3 separate regions of the Sus scrofa genome follow, and all the other regions are linked to region 1. Evidence: chromatin contacts called from public Hi-C data. All regions are on one chromosome and are shown on one strand. The core of a region is the stretch at or near the end of the contact, and the rest is flanking DNA. Distances in the headings are between cores, read along the strand shown.

The links. A called contact is a pair of places that touch in the nucleus more often than the background predicts.
Region 2: a Hi-C map of skeletal muscle shows a contact between it and region 1, with 6 times the contacts expected there. The contact joins the promoter of LOC100517166 here to the promoter of EEF1E1 in region 1. A contact is called at or near these places in 1 of 5 promoter capture datasets (liver) and 4 of 47 Hi-C or Micro-C datasets (heart right ventricle, liver and skeletal muscle).
Region 3: a contact with region 1 is called in a Hi-C map of liver, with 6 times the contacts expected there. The contact joins the promoter of PAK1IP1 here to the promoter of EEF1E1 in region 1. A contact is called at or near these places in 4 of 47 Hi-C or Micro-C datasets (heart right ventricle, liver, retroperitoneal adipose tissue and 1 more).

The regions. Positions count from the first base shown.
Region 1 is chr7:5,388,495-5,393,053 of Sscrofa11.1, forward strand. It overlaps EEF1E1 (eukaryotic translation elongation factor 1 epsilon 1), which reads right to left and starts at 2,139. Exons shown (of 4, transcript NM_001243545.1): 1 at 2,014-2,139. The coding sequence starts at 2,100.
Region 2 is chr7:7,459,473-7,464,031 of Sscrofa11.1, forward strand. LOC100517166 (transmembrane protein 14C) reads left to right here and starts at 2,715. Exons shown (of 7, transcript XM_021100171.1): 1 at 2,715-2,855; 2 at 3,970-4,039; 3 at 4,360-4,436. The coding sequence starts at 4,017.
Region 3 is chr7:7,442,557-7,447,115 of Sscrofa11.1, forward strand. It overlaps PAK1IP1 (p21-activated protein kinase-interacting protein 1), which reads left to right and starts at 1,963. Exons shown (of 11, transcript XM_001926200.4): 1 at 1,963-2,357. The coding sequence starts at 2,274.

The DNA of each region.
Region 1 (4,559 bases), core at 889-3,388:
ATCCTTAAGCCACTGTGCTGGGCCAGGGATTGAATCTGCATCTCAGTGCTGCAGAGATGCTGCCAAACCCGTTGTGAAACAGCTAGAACTCCATTTTCAAATTTTAATTATTATTGATAGTATTGTGGAGAATGCCTTATTGCTGGCTTATTGCTGTCAGTTGTCTTCCCCTCAAATGAAGGAATCATATAGCCTCATCTCTTTTCCTAAACACATTAACAGAAACTTTCAATAGCCTCCCTCCGCTTAAGGAAAAAAAAAAAAGTGTTTTTTTGGTTTTTTTTGTTTGGTCTTTTGTCTTTTCTAGGGCCACACCCACAGCACCTGGAGGTTCCCAGGCTAGAGGCCCAATCAGAGCTGTAGCTGCCAGCCTACACCACAGCTCATGGCAACACCGGATCCTTAACCCACTGAGTGAGGCCAGGGATCGAATCCGCAACCTCATCGCTCCTAGTCAGATTCGTTAACCACTGAGCCACAACGGGAACTCCAAAAAAAAAAAAAAAAAAAAAAAAAAAAAAAGTTTTAATTCTAAACTCCACAGCCCTCAGCATAGGGCTCCGCACTATAATTCTGGGCTTGCTTCGCACTGCGTCATTCACGATCCTGTCCATCATACGTTCATCACACTGTTATCCCATCTACGTGTCATCCCAAATTACCCAACCTTTCATAGTTTATTCGTCTTACACATGTCAAACACGAGCTCTTCATGAAGTTTGCAAACCCATTTCTTTGGTTTTGTTTTGGTTTTTGGGTGCGCCCTGGCACTCAAAAGTTCCCAGGCCTGGGATGGAACCTGAGCCACAGCAGTGATGAGGCTGGATACCTAACTTCCAGAACACCAGGCAGTGGGTTCCTTAAAAAACAAAAACAAAAACAAAACAAAACAAAACAAAACCAGAACCAACTGGGAGTAGTGGCAGAGGGGAGGAATCAGCAGGAGGCCAGAGGAAAAAGCAAAAGCAGGCCAGTCTGGCTCCAGTGCCTACTCTGCACCACTTGGTGGGCTGCTCTTAGGTTAAGTCCTGCATCCTCTCCTTCAGTTTCACACTACAACACGACTGGAGTTCCTGCTGTGCCGCAGCGGGTTAAGGATCTGGTGGCGAGGTGAGGCACCTCCCTGGCTTGGGCACCTCCATATGCCACGGGTGCGGTCAGCAAAACAACTACAACACAACTGTTCTGGAGTCGAGATTTTAACAGGGATCAAATGAAGAACAGAAAAAGAAACAAGTATCATCTAGGAAAAAAAAAAAAAATCTCAAAGGAGCGAACCCCGTGTATATATCCAAAGTGGTCTTCCTACATTCTCCTCCTCCAATACATTCATTCCATCCCTCGCAAACGCCACCTTTATAAAACAGAAACGTCCTTAAGGCCCTTAGAAATCAGAATCCTTGTACCTTCCCAGGTAATCTCACTCCGCGGAACCTTCTCCCTCTCGCACGTTGCACATTTAATCTAAAAAGGCCTCAGAAAAGCTGAATCTCCCAGTTTGGGCCAATAGGTGATCTCCCGGCCATCTAGCTTCGATGCAGCACTTTTCGGGAGGGTGACAAGAATAGCTGCATCGTCTGTCCACCCAGCTGAAAACCAAGCTTCCTGAGCGGAGGGCACGTCCGCCGGGACCACTGCTGCATCCCCCAGTCCTGGCACTGTGTCCTTGGCACGCGGTTCGCTCGCAGCAGTTGCGTAATTCCAAACGAAAGGTACCATTACAGTGAACGCTCCGACTGAATGCACACGCGGGGCCTCCAGCCTGGCCTAAGGGCTCTCTGAGGACCCCCTCGCTTTCCCAGAACGGCATGATGACAACTTCGCAGGAGGAACGTTCAGGCCAAGCTCCTCCGGCAGCGAGGGCCGCAGGAGGAGACCGGGGGAAGCAGACACGTGGGGAGGTGAGGGCGGCAGCCTCACTCGCCGCCTCCGCCCGCCGGCCGGATCCTCCCCGGGCCCGGCAGGCCTCGCTCCCGCCCACCTCTCCCCCTCCGCGCCGCCTCCGCTTCTCACCTGGCGCTCGCCCTGGGCGCTGTATTTGTTCCCTTTACTCAGCCCCAGAGACTTCTCCAGCAGCGTCAACTCAGCGGCCGCCGCCATCTTCCGGCTCCGAGCTCTCGGCAGGGGCGGGACCAGGTCAGCAAGGATCTCCTGCACTGGCTGAGAGGGACGTCCCGTTCCCTCCAACGTCACCTTCTATTGGCTGAGCGTAGGGGGCGTGGAACGTGTTCCCGGCGAGGAGGCGGGACCAAGAGAGGGGGCGGGGCCTAAAGAGGGGTGCGTGACAGATGGGGAGGAGCTGGCAAACCTCCGCTCTCGGATCAGGATTGGCGGTGGAATTTAAATTTGAGGATTATGCAAAGGGCACTGTGGCTGTAGGGGTTCGATCCCTGACCGGGGAACTTCCACAAGCCAGGAGTGCGAGCACCTCTCCCCCAAAAAGGGGAGAGTTTGTATCAAGTGATTTGGGCAAGCCAAGGAAATCAGGTATCATTGGTTTTAATGATCTTTATTTACAATACCGCAAAGATATAATAATGATATAATTTATGTATATTATGTATATTTATGTATGATTTATATGTGATACAATTTATGTAGCTTTGGGTATCGAAATAAAAAATGCACATAACGTTTTCCCCCGAAGTTGCTAAATTCTTATATCTTCAAGGTATAAAATGGGTAGTACGTGTTCAACCCCAAAAGATTTCTGAAAAACAGTTTCCTCATTGAAGAACGAATAAACGATGTGTATTACTCTGAGAGAAATGGAAAAGAAATACAAGATAGTTCATCACTAAGTCAGAAACATAGACGTTTAGTGGGGAACTAAGCTTCTCTACCCTAAAATACTTAAATTAATTCTGGCAGTGGAAAGAAATGTAAGAAAAAGAAAATTTGGCCAAATCAACATAAACAAAATACAAAGGGAATTCCAGTGCAAGTGGATTGTTGTGCATGAATTATCTATTTATTTTCCTTATATAGAGAATTGAATGACTATTTCACTAGTTCCCAAAAGGCCAAGATGAGAGAATTCACTCATCTATTTTCAGTGTTTAGGTACACATTTTACTTGTAATAAAATATTTAAAACATTTGTAGTTATCTAATTCCAATGGGTGGTATATTTAAAATAAGGCTTGGCCTAAATTACTCAAACTGAGGTTTGATTTGAATTCCAGTAAAAATTATTTCAAATCAAATGAAAAGACATGCACCCAAATGTGAAAATGATAACTGGGGGAGTAAATGGGTGGAAAATCAATTTTTAAAGTTATTATTTATTATTTTGGGGCTGTGTCCATGGCATACGGAAGTTCCCAGGCCCTGGATTGAACCCAAGCCACAGCAGTGACAATGGCACATCCTTAACCTGCTAGGCTACCAGGAGACTCCTGAAACACTTTAAATACGTTCAAAGTTATGAGCTCATAATGACATTAAAAAACAAGAACAAAATTCTAGAGAACCCATTCATTATTTTGAAAGGTGATAAATAATGGAAACAAAGTTACTTTTTTAAGATTATCCTATAGCTACTGTATCTCAGGGAAACCAAGTACTGATGAGGGGAAACTTTCTCTTTATAGAAGTGTTCCAGCGAATAAATGAAGATAAAAGAATAGAAAATCATTGTTCTGCACCCTCCAATGAAATCAAGGATCTGGGCAATGATTATCAATAACTTCACATCCTACAAATAGAGGCAAAGAGACAGAATGAGCTTCTGAGAAAGGTACCTATCATCACCTAGAAAGTAGCCTTTCCAGCTGAGTCTGAAGCTGATCAAGCCTTTTGATCTAATAACCAGTTCACAGGAAGTAACAGGGGGAAAGAGGAACAAGTTAGGTGAGACCGTAGAGATGCAATCAGCAAATTCTAGATCACGGAAAACTCTATAGGACAAATGATCTGACTGTTTCAATAAATAACCTGTGAAGGGAAAAGATAAGACAAAGGGGAGATGGAACCCATACATCTAAAGAATTATGAGGACATATCAATTAATTACAATGTATGTATCTTTTTTGCAAGCCTAATTCTTACAACAGCAACAAAACTTAAATAAGACAAACACTGATGGTTGGACATGACAGTGACAGATGTCTATGACACTCCCTTGTAGATGCCAGGGAGAGTAAATTAACTTGCCCAAACTGACATAGCTAATAGATCTGTGCATGAGTCACCTGGGGCATCTAAAAAATGCAGATGGCGTGCCATACTCCTAGAGATCCTGATTTGGTTTGTCTGGGGTGGGAGCAGGCTTTGGTATTTTAAAATATCCCCCCCCCATTTTAACATCCAGCCAGGGTTGAGAACCTCTTTAATACATGGAGATTGTGAATTTCAGGTCAATTTTCTGGTTCTGAAGCCCACACTGTTCTAACTCCCTACAGCCTCCTTTCCCTGTTTTTATGGCGAACTGATGCGTGTTCCACTTCACTCAATATCAGGCATAAGAATGAGGAGACAAGTTGTATTTTCTACCATAGTCAGTAAGTGTATCTTTCAAGGATCCACATATTTGACTTGGAGATATCCATGTGAAGACC
Region 2 (4,559 bases), core at 1,465-3,964, 2.1 Mb after region 1:
AGGGAAGGCTCGTAGTTGTGTTTTCAGGAGCGTCTTCCATTTAAGTTGGTGAGGGTCTGGCTAAGTAGAATTGCTCAGTGTTTTTAGACATTATAGCTCCGGCTGGTTAGACTCAGCTGTGGTCAAGGCAGGCTTCTGTTTTGATATCTGAAAGGTAGGCATTGCTTCAAGTGGCAAGTTTTTTCCTTTTAGAGTATGTGTGCTGCCAACTAAAAATTGTCACTCGCCATGTCTCTACAAGGAATGGGTCCTTAGCCACTGCAGTCACTGACCTGTAACACACCCTGAAAGGCGTTCAGGATGGAGATCGGGAGAGAGAAAGTCTGTGCTCTGGGAAAAACTGGCAGAACAGGCTTTCAGATGGCTATTTTCAGGAGATTTGATAAGCCCAGTTTCCTGCATCTTCTCATATCTAGAAAAGCACTAAAATAATTAACAGACATCTGCTCCTCCTGACCAGCAGCAATCTTGTGACCAAGCAGTAACCCTCTGCCCAAACATGCGCCTGAGCCCATGCAGCCCCTCCAGCAAAATCACAGAGATGCTGGCCTCCGCCCTCACCTCTTGGGAGCAGTTCCTCAGAGCCATCCCAGAGGCTGCCTCCCGGGCTCTAGTCCTCTTTTTTGCCCCTAATAAAACTCACCTCCCAACTTTCTCATTGTGTATACTTTTCTTCAGTGGACAGAGCAATGTAATTTGCTTTTTCACTCAAGACTGCATCTAGAAGATTGATTCTTGTTGATACTCATAGGGGATGAAAGAGAGACCTCAAGGGTGACACCCAAATTTCAGGGTTACAGCAATTGAGTGAATGGTGGTGGGGGAAACGCTGGGAAGAGCAGCAGGTCTGGAGTGGGAGTGGAGATGAAGCGTGGACACGAGGGCATTGCAGAGGTACTTGTGCAGAATGCATCTCGGGACTTAGGAAAGTGGAAGTTCTTCTGGCTCCGCACAGAAGGAATTCCCTGAGAGACAGAGTGACAGGTAAGGAAAGAGCTTATTAGTCTAGGACACTTGTGAGAAATACAAGCAGGCAGGCAAGGGAGTATGGTGCCCCAAGAACTTAGTGGGTCACAGTTTTATAATCAAAGGAAAAGTGGGGAGAGGAGAAGACAATTTTCTTTCTCATTCTTGAGTAGATGTCAAACTTCCATCATCAGCTCCTTCTCTATGTTGGGCAGGAGAGCTTTTTTGTCCCTACATGGTCAAATTGGACTGTCATCACACAGTGGGGGTGAGCAAAAAGGTTGGTAACATTAAATGTGGTAAATCATTTCAAGTTTCAGTGTAATGTCATCTTTTCCTATGTTTTTGCATTTAGTGTGTGCAGAGAAGCATGTCCTAGGAATCATTAACTTACTAACTTCGCTGGGCAGGAAGTGGGTCTCATTCCACCATTGTTTTCTTGTTTGGGGGCACAGCTCACATTTCTGTTGTGTGGATTTGTTGCTCAGCAAGCCTGCTTGCTTGAGTGATGATTAACTTCCAGGGTCTCCCATACTTTTTCTCTACTTACAATTCCCTAGTGAGATTAACTATTTAATCACGTACTTTGTCCCTTTACTCTGTCCCTATCATTTGCAAACTTAACTCATTCACTGTTCCCTTTTGAGATGTATTTTTTCTTTTTTCTTTCTTTTTCTTTTTCTTTTTTTTTTTTTTTTTTTTTTTTTAGCTTTTCGGGGCTGCAACCGTGGCATGTGGAGGTTCCCAGGCTAGGGGTGGAATCAGAGCTGTAGCCTCTGGCCTATGCCACAGTCACAGGATCTGAGCTGCTTCTGCAACCTACACCCCAGCTCACGGCAACTCAAGATCCTTAACCCACTGAGCGAGGTCAGGGATTGAACCTACAACTTCATGGTTACTAGTCAGATTTGTTTCCACTGAGCCACAACCGAAACTGTTTTCTCTTTTTAGGGCTACGCCTGCTTGCATGTGGAAATTCCCAGGCTAGGGGTCAAATCCAAGCTGCAGCTGCCAGCCCGCACCACAGCCACGCTGGATCCTTAACCCACTGAGCTGTGCCAGCAGGATGGAACCTGAATCCTCATGGATACTCGTGGGGTTCTTAACCCGCTAAGCCACAAAGGGAACTCCTTTAAGATGTTTTTCAAGTAGATGGATTCCCTAAATCAAACACTGAAGTGAGCCACAGTGTTTAGCCTGTGGCCACCGTATCTTCTATAGGAGGTGTCTTCCCATAATGGCAAACAACTTAATCCGGCTAGAGTGACATTCCTTTCTGATGGCCTCCTGCATCTGGTTTTACACCTCTGGTAAAGGTCCTCCGTTAATGCAGTCCTTCAGAAACCAGCCTCCGATGCCCTTCTTCCACAGTGGCAACCCCCACCGGGAGCCTGGCCCAGTTCGCAAGGCCTCTCGCAAGACCAGACTCCAACTCTGGGTTTCCGGCTTTGAACGGGCATGACCGGGCCCTCTGCCGGGGGACACTGGATCTGCTCTGCCACTCTCCGCCCCTAAGACGCACAATACGTGCCCACTGTAAGCCCCGCCCCGCCCCGCCCCGCCCCGCCCCGCCCCGCCCCGCCCCGCCGCCCCGCCCCGCCGACGCTCCGGACCTCTAGCCCCGCCCCGCCCCGCCCCCCCCCCCGCCCCGCCCCGCCCCGCCCCGCCCCGCCCCGCCCCGCCGACGCTGGATCCCGCCGCGGCTCCGGACCTCTAGCCCCGCCCCACGCCTCGCCCCGCCCCCGAGACGCTGGGTGCGCTCGGCGACTCCTCCCCCTGGCCCCGCCCCTGAGACGTAGAGGACGCGCCGCGATATTTCCTGCAGGACCGCAGGTCGGGGACTCACGGTTCTGCGTTCTCGTCCTCCGGTGCAGACCTTCGGGAAGTAGGTTCGTGTTCGGAATTATTAACATTTGACACCTGTTTTGACCTTGAGAAATTACGCGAGGGCCTTGGCTGCCTCTGCCCTTCATCCCCAGGATCCAGGCAGGGACTTGAGGCTGCGTGGTAGTTGCTGGTCTAGTCGCTCATTTTCTGCTTTCCTTAAAGTGGGTTGTGAATCCTGCGGAAACCCTGAGCCCTTGAGGCAAATGTTGACCGTTGTAGCGCAGAGCTGATTCTTTTCCTGGAGATCTCATTGGTCCATCTCCTTAACAATCTCGATGACTCAGTGCTACGTCGAATTAATGACTAGTACGATTGCAAGTCCTCCCCCCTTTTATAGACACTTAATAGTTTAAACAAGTGGTATGTATGGCTTTCAAGCTTAGCCTCGTTGGGTACCAAATGCATTGAAGAAAGTAGGAGTTACATCCCGCTTTGCCACAGGAGTGGTGTTCTACGTAATTATGCCTTGGACTTTTGCACATTTTATCCGCCCACCTCGCTCCTGCTCTATCAGTAAACTATGAGTGCTGTAAAATTAAATAACTATCTGAAAGTTTTATATTTTTGAATTTTAAAATGATTTTTATTTTTATTGTTTCCATCATAGCTGGTTTACAGTGTTCTGTCAATTTGAAAGTTTTTAAAATGTTGAGTATTGAAATAATTCAATTCTTTGGGCAGGGGCCTCTTCCGCCCAGAAGGGGCAATTAAAATCCTTGAATTAAGCCCACAGGAGGCATTTATTTTCTGATTTAGTTGTAACTTGGTTAAATAAAGAGAAGGTTAGTTCATTAATGGTGCAGAACTGGTCAGTGCAATTTCCTGTGGGCGTGTCATTAGAATTGAGGTTATTACTAGAATGGTTGGTATCTGTTCAGCAATTATTATGTGCAAAGCACTTTTCCATATTATCCCGTTCGATGCCCGCAGTAGCCCTAGGAAATGTGTACCGTTGTTACCCTCTTGGTAGGTGAGGGAAGGAGGCATTGAGAGGCTGGGTAGCTCACCCATTAGTTCTTAGCTCCCAAGGACCAGAGCTGAAGTTGGACCCACTGCTTTCTGACTGCCAGAAAGAGCTGGGTTTTAACCACCGCTGATCCAGCCCCTCCTCGGCAGGTGCAGGCCTGATCTAATCTTCTGTCTGTACGGAGTGGAAGAGAACAATGCAGAAGGATTCCGGCCCACTGTAAGTGCACAGTGAAGGGGGGTGGAATCGTCTAGAGCGTCTCAAAGCCAGAGTTTCTTCCCTCCTCTGAAAAGGATGCTGAGCTGAGGCTGCCGGGCAGCCTGGGGTCTGGGAAGACAGACATGTACCTAGAACCTGGGTTCGAGCCCAGCTCTGCCACTAACTCTGGGCAGGTCTTCTAACCTCTGGGATTTATATGCATTTGTACAGTGATAGGATTGTTCTGGAATGCTGACCTTGTGATCCCATTCTGTGGTTATGTGGGTTTTTTTGTTTGTTTTAACTTGATTGGCACTGATTGCTTACTGTTCCGTTTTCAGAGTGCCTTTACATTGGATTGGCTTTGGTTATGCAGCACTGGTTGCTTCCGGTGGGATCATTGGCTATGCAAAAGCAGGTATGGTCTGTGGTTATTTAACCTCCTAAAATCTTGTTTCTGGTGAAGAGCGAGCCCCCAGGGTCCCCCGCACTACAGAATCATTGGAGTCAAGTTTGCTTAGGTCCTCTAGCTTGAGTGCAG
Region 3 (4,559 bases), core at 713-3,212, 2.1 Mb after region 1:
CATAAGTTTTTCAAAGTCAGTATCTGTTCTGCAAAGAAGTTCATTCTGTCCTTTTTTCAGATTACACATGTCAGTGAAAGCATTTGATGTTGGTGTCTCATTGTCTGACTGATTTCACTTAGCATGATAATTTCTAGGTCCATCCATGTTGCTACAAATGCTGGTATTTCGTTCCTTTTAATGGCTGAGTAATATTCCATTGTGTATTTGGACCACATCTTGATCCACTCCTCTGTCGATGGACATTTAGGTTGTTTCCATGTCTTGGCTCTTGCAAATAGTGCTGCAATGAACATCGGAGTACATGTGTCTTTGCGAGTCATGGTTTTCTCTGGATAGATGCCCAGGAGTGGGACTGCTGGATCAAATGGGACCTAATTAAACTTAAAAGTTTCTGGTTCAACTAATTTCTAACAGGAAAGGAAGGAAGGGAGGGGGGAAGGAAGAAAGGGGGAAAGGAAGGAAGGGTAAGCCTCTTTGAGTTGTTTATGTCGCTTGCACTATGGTTTTTATTCTAGAACTAACTATATTTTTAAAAAATTCCTGGTTGGAACAAAAGACTTTCAAATCACAGTCTTTTCTTAAATGTTACTACTTAAGCAGGTAAAAGTGTGGCCATCTGGTAAGAGACGCAGGAGAGTAATTATCCTGTTATCATGACACATTAAAATTAATTTCAAATGAGTACTAATTCTTATCGAACAACAGTTGAGATTTCGCTGGGGTAATGAGGCAGGGTACTGAGGGATTCCAGAAGAAACAGAATACATAAAGCTCATGATTTTTTTTTTTTTTAATGGGTGCACCCACAGCATATGGGAGTTCTCCCAGGCCACACTGTGGGTCGCAGTTGTGGCAACTCCAGATCTTTCAACCCACTGTGTGGAGCCAGAGATGGAACCCTCACTTCCCCAGCGACCGGTGCTGCTGCAGTCAGATTCCTAACCCACTGTGCCACAGCCAAGAACGCTATGGTTAGCAATTTTTTTGGGGGGGGGGCGGCAATGAAGTAGTTCTTCAAAATTAAAGAATATGCATTTTTTCCAGACATATGGTATTACACACTTAATGGACTACAGTGTGACATAAACATAACTTACATACACTGGGAACATAAAGGATTAGTGTGAACGTCACTGTGGTTCCACACCCACAGTTGCTCCCATGGGTGCCTGTGCTGTAAACAGGGTTTCCAAAAGCCTGAGAACGATTTGAACTTCAGCATTTCAGTGCCTAAGAAGTGCTTACACATGGAGTCGCCAAAATGCGCAGAAGACAAGGCCTTCCTGGCGCTGCAGTGACAAAGCCACCAAAGTAAAATCACTTCTATGTGGCACAGTCCAGTCACTTCGCAGGTGCGAAGCTGTCCTTTCTAACACATCTCTGAATCTCTGTATCTCATGAAAACCTCAAATCTAAATTAGGGCTACCTGTGTTTTTAATAACACTGACTTTGCACTTAAGGTGGGGGAGGTGGTGAAACGGAATATGAGATTTCCTTCTAGAACCGAACCTAGGGTGACTGGCCCTTCCTCTTCGAGCAGTGTCTTTACCCCCCCTCAAGCAAAGGGTCCTCCCCCACCCGCAGGATGCCCCACAGTGGCCGATTTGTCCCCAGAGTTCGAGAAACCAAAAGCAAGCTGGGAGGAAAGGTGCGCAGAGCGAGATTATTTGGCCTGGGCGGGGGCGAGGGAATCGGACCCCTCTGACGACTGCGAGCCCTACCAGTCCTACATGCCCCCCTCCTTGCTCTATTACAGCGAATGTGAACGAAAAAGGTTCATTCCACGACTTCCTGCACCACCGAAAGCCTAACGCCTGTACCTGTGCCACTACACACAGGCGTCGATCCGCCAATTACACTGCAACGCCGGAGCCGCCCCCTCGCCTCCCGCCCAGCCCGGAAGCTGCCCCGCCCCTTCCGTAGACGCCCCGGAAACGAGGACTTTCGCGCAGGATGTCCCGCCCCCTCGCCTCAGAATCGCCTGACACGGGGCTTCCTAGAATATGCCTGCTGATCCTCCGTTTGCTTTCTCCTTGAAATGAGACTCTCGCCATGTGGCGTCCTTTCTTATTCTCCTCTTGGTAATTCCGCGTGATCTTCTAGTCCCGAAATCTCTCCCATGGAGTCAGGCGCCTAAAAGGCAGCCCCGCGGTCTTGACGTAAATTTGAGCGCCGACGCAAGAAGGACCCCCTCTGCCCCTTGCGTCCGCTTGCGTCACTGCCCAGCTGCGCCGAGCCCCGCTCGCTGAGGAGGCACGTGCGCTGCTGAATGGAGGTGGTGGCTGGTTGCTACGAGCAGGTTCTTTTTGGGTTCGCTGTACACCCGGAGCCCGAGACGAGCGGCAGCCACGAGGTGAGAGCCCGCGCGCGGAGGGACCGCAGGCGGTGGGGCGGCCAAGCGTCTGATGTGGTTCCCACGCGGCCGAGGTAAACACAGCACCGCAGGGGAACCGTCAGAACCGCTAGGGATTCATTGGTGAATGCAATTCAGGAGACTTAAAACACGTCTTAGTCTTTTAGAACAGAGAAGGCGTTTCATAAGACGAGATGATGTCTGCGTTTTGTAGTAAACATGACCCGTGCACGAAGGAAACTGGCATTTCTGCAAACGGGCCAATGAGCCATAGATTGTATGAGTTTAAAGGTCGCTCCCCTAAGTTGACAACTAGTTGGGGTGTTCAGGATTTAATGAAAGAACAGCTCTTTGAGTTTTTGTTCTGGGATTTTACCATGTATTTGAACTGGATCTGGATAAACCCCTCATTGATAAAGTGATACCAGTTCACTATTGGGCTCTTACGTGGGGCCATTACTTTCGGTAAAGGTGCAGGGAAGCCAAAGGTATAAATCCTGCACTGGAGAGCTTACCCACATGAGAAAGAGAGATTGAGGGAGGCAAATACGTGGAGAAAAATTAAAACAAAACGTGATGAGTTTTTTTACTAAGCGTGTGAGTTAAAAGGTTAAGTAAATTGGCAGTAGTCAAACAGGACATACCCAGGACTCGATGTAACATCTCCTTACTTTTAGTCTAGTACTCTTTTTTCCCTCTAAGCAATCCTAGATATTTCCTAGAAACCTAATTCGTTGACCTGTTATGTCGTTTTGTTTTTTTTTTTTTGCTTTCTTTTTAGGGCCGCACCCACAGCATATGGAAATTCCCAGGCTAGGAGCTGATTCCGAGCTGCAGCTGCTGCTCTACACCACAGCAATGCGGGATCCAAGCTCCACCTGCAACCTACACTACAGTTCATGGGCAACACTGGATCCTTAACCCACTGAGCAGGGCCAGGGATTGAACCCGGTTCCTCATGGATACTAGTCAGGTTTGTTACTGCTGAGCCACGATGGGAACTTTGACCTGTTAGGTCTTTATGAAGACAAGATGTCAAACTTAAATAACCAGAAAATTGGAAGTATAGGATCTGACTAATTTCTTTTGTTTATTTTGTTTTCTACTCTGGTGATTAAGCTGCCTTTGGCTGAAAGGTGACATGTTTTGGATACTTAAAGATGATGTTACAGATTGTGTTTTTGTAATAATGTTGCTGTGCACGTTCCAAACACAGTACTAGACCTCACAGCAGCCCTCTGAGGCAGATACAGTTATCCCATTTACAGCGGAGGATCCTGAAGTCCAGAGAGGTTAAGTGACCCGCTGGAAGCCACAGAGCTGATAAGTGGCAGACCTGGGACTCAAACCTCCAGGGGTCTCTGACACATGAAGCTCTTAACCTAGTACCGCTGCTAAACCCAGACAACCAGCATTCCTTCTGTAATATGCACAGGCAAAGGTTATTCTTCAATTTACGGCCATAGCAGCCCCTTAGGAATGTTGTGCCTTTACTCAAAAGAGGCCCCCTCAGTCGTTATTAACGGAAGGACTATCTGTTTTTAAGGAATTAATTTGCAGTAACACATCCTTAGTATATTCGAGCAATTTTTTTTTTTTTTTTTTTTTTGGTTTCAACAATACTCCTTCAGGAGTTCCCATCGTGGCTCAGTGGTTAACGAATCCAACTAGGAACCATGAGGTTGCGGGTTCAGTCCCTGGCCTCGCTCAGTGGGTTAAGGATCTGGCGTTATGAGCTGCGGTGTAGGTGGCAGACGCAGCTCGGATCCCGCATTGCTGTGGCTGTGGTGTAGGCTGGCGGCTACAGCTCCGATTGGACCCCTAGCCTGGGAACCTCCATATGCCATGAGTGCAGCCCTAAAAGGACAAAAAGACATAATAATAATACTCCTTCATGCATCTCCTTCAGTTTGTGGTGTGTGCGTGTATATGTATGTGTCTATCGTTCTTTGCACTCAGCCAGTCACATTTATCCAAAAGTCGCATGTCAGCAAGCCCTCAGCCTGTGGAAGTTCCTCGGCCAGAGATCGAACTGGAGCCACAGCAATGGCAATGCTGAGTCCTGAACTGCTAGGCCACCCGGGAATCCAAGCATAGAATTCTGACATCTCATCACTGGTCATCCTCTAGGGCTTATAACGGTACCAATGTGAACATGCTCTCATCCTGTTTGTTTTTCTTTGTAGGGCTTGTCATTATACT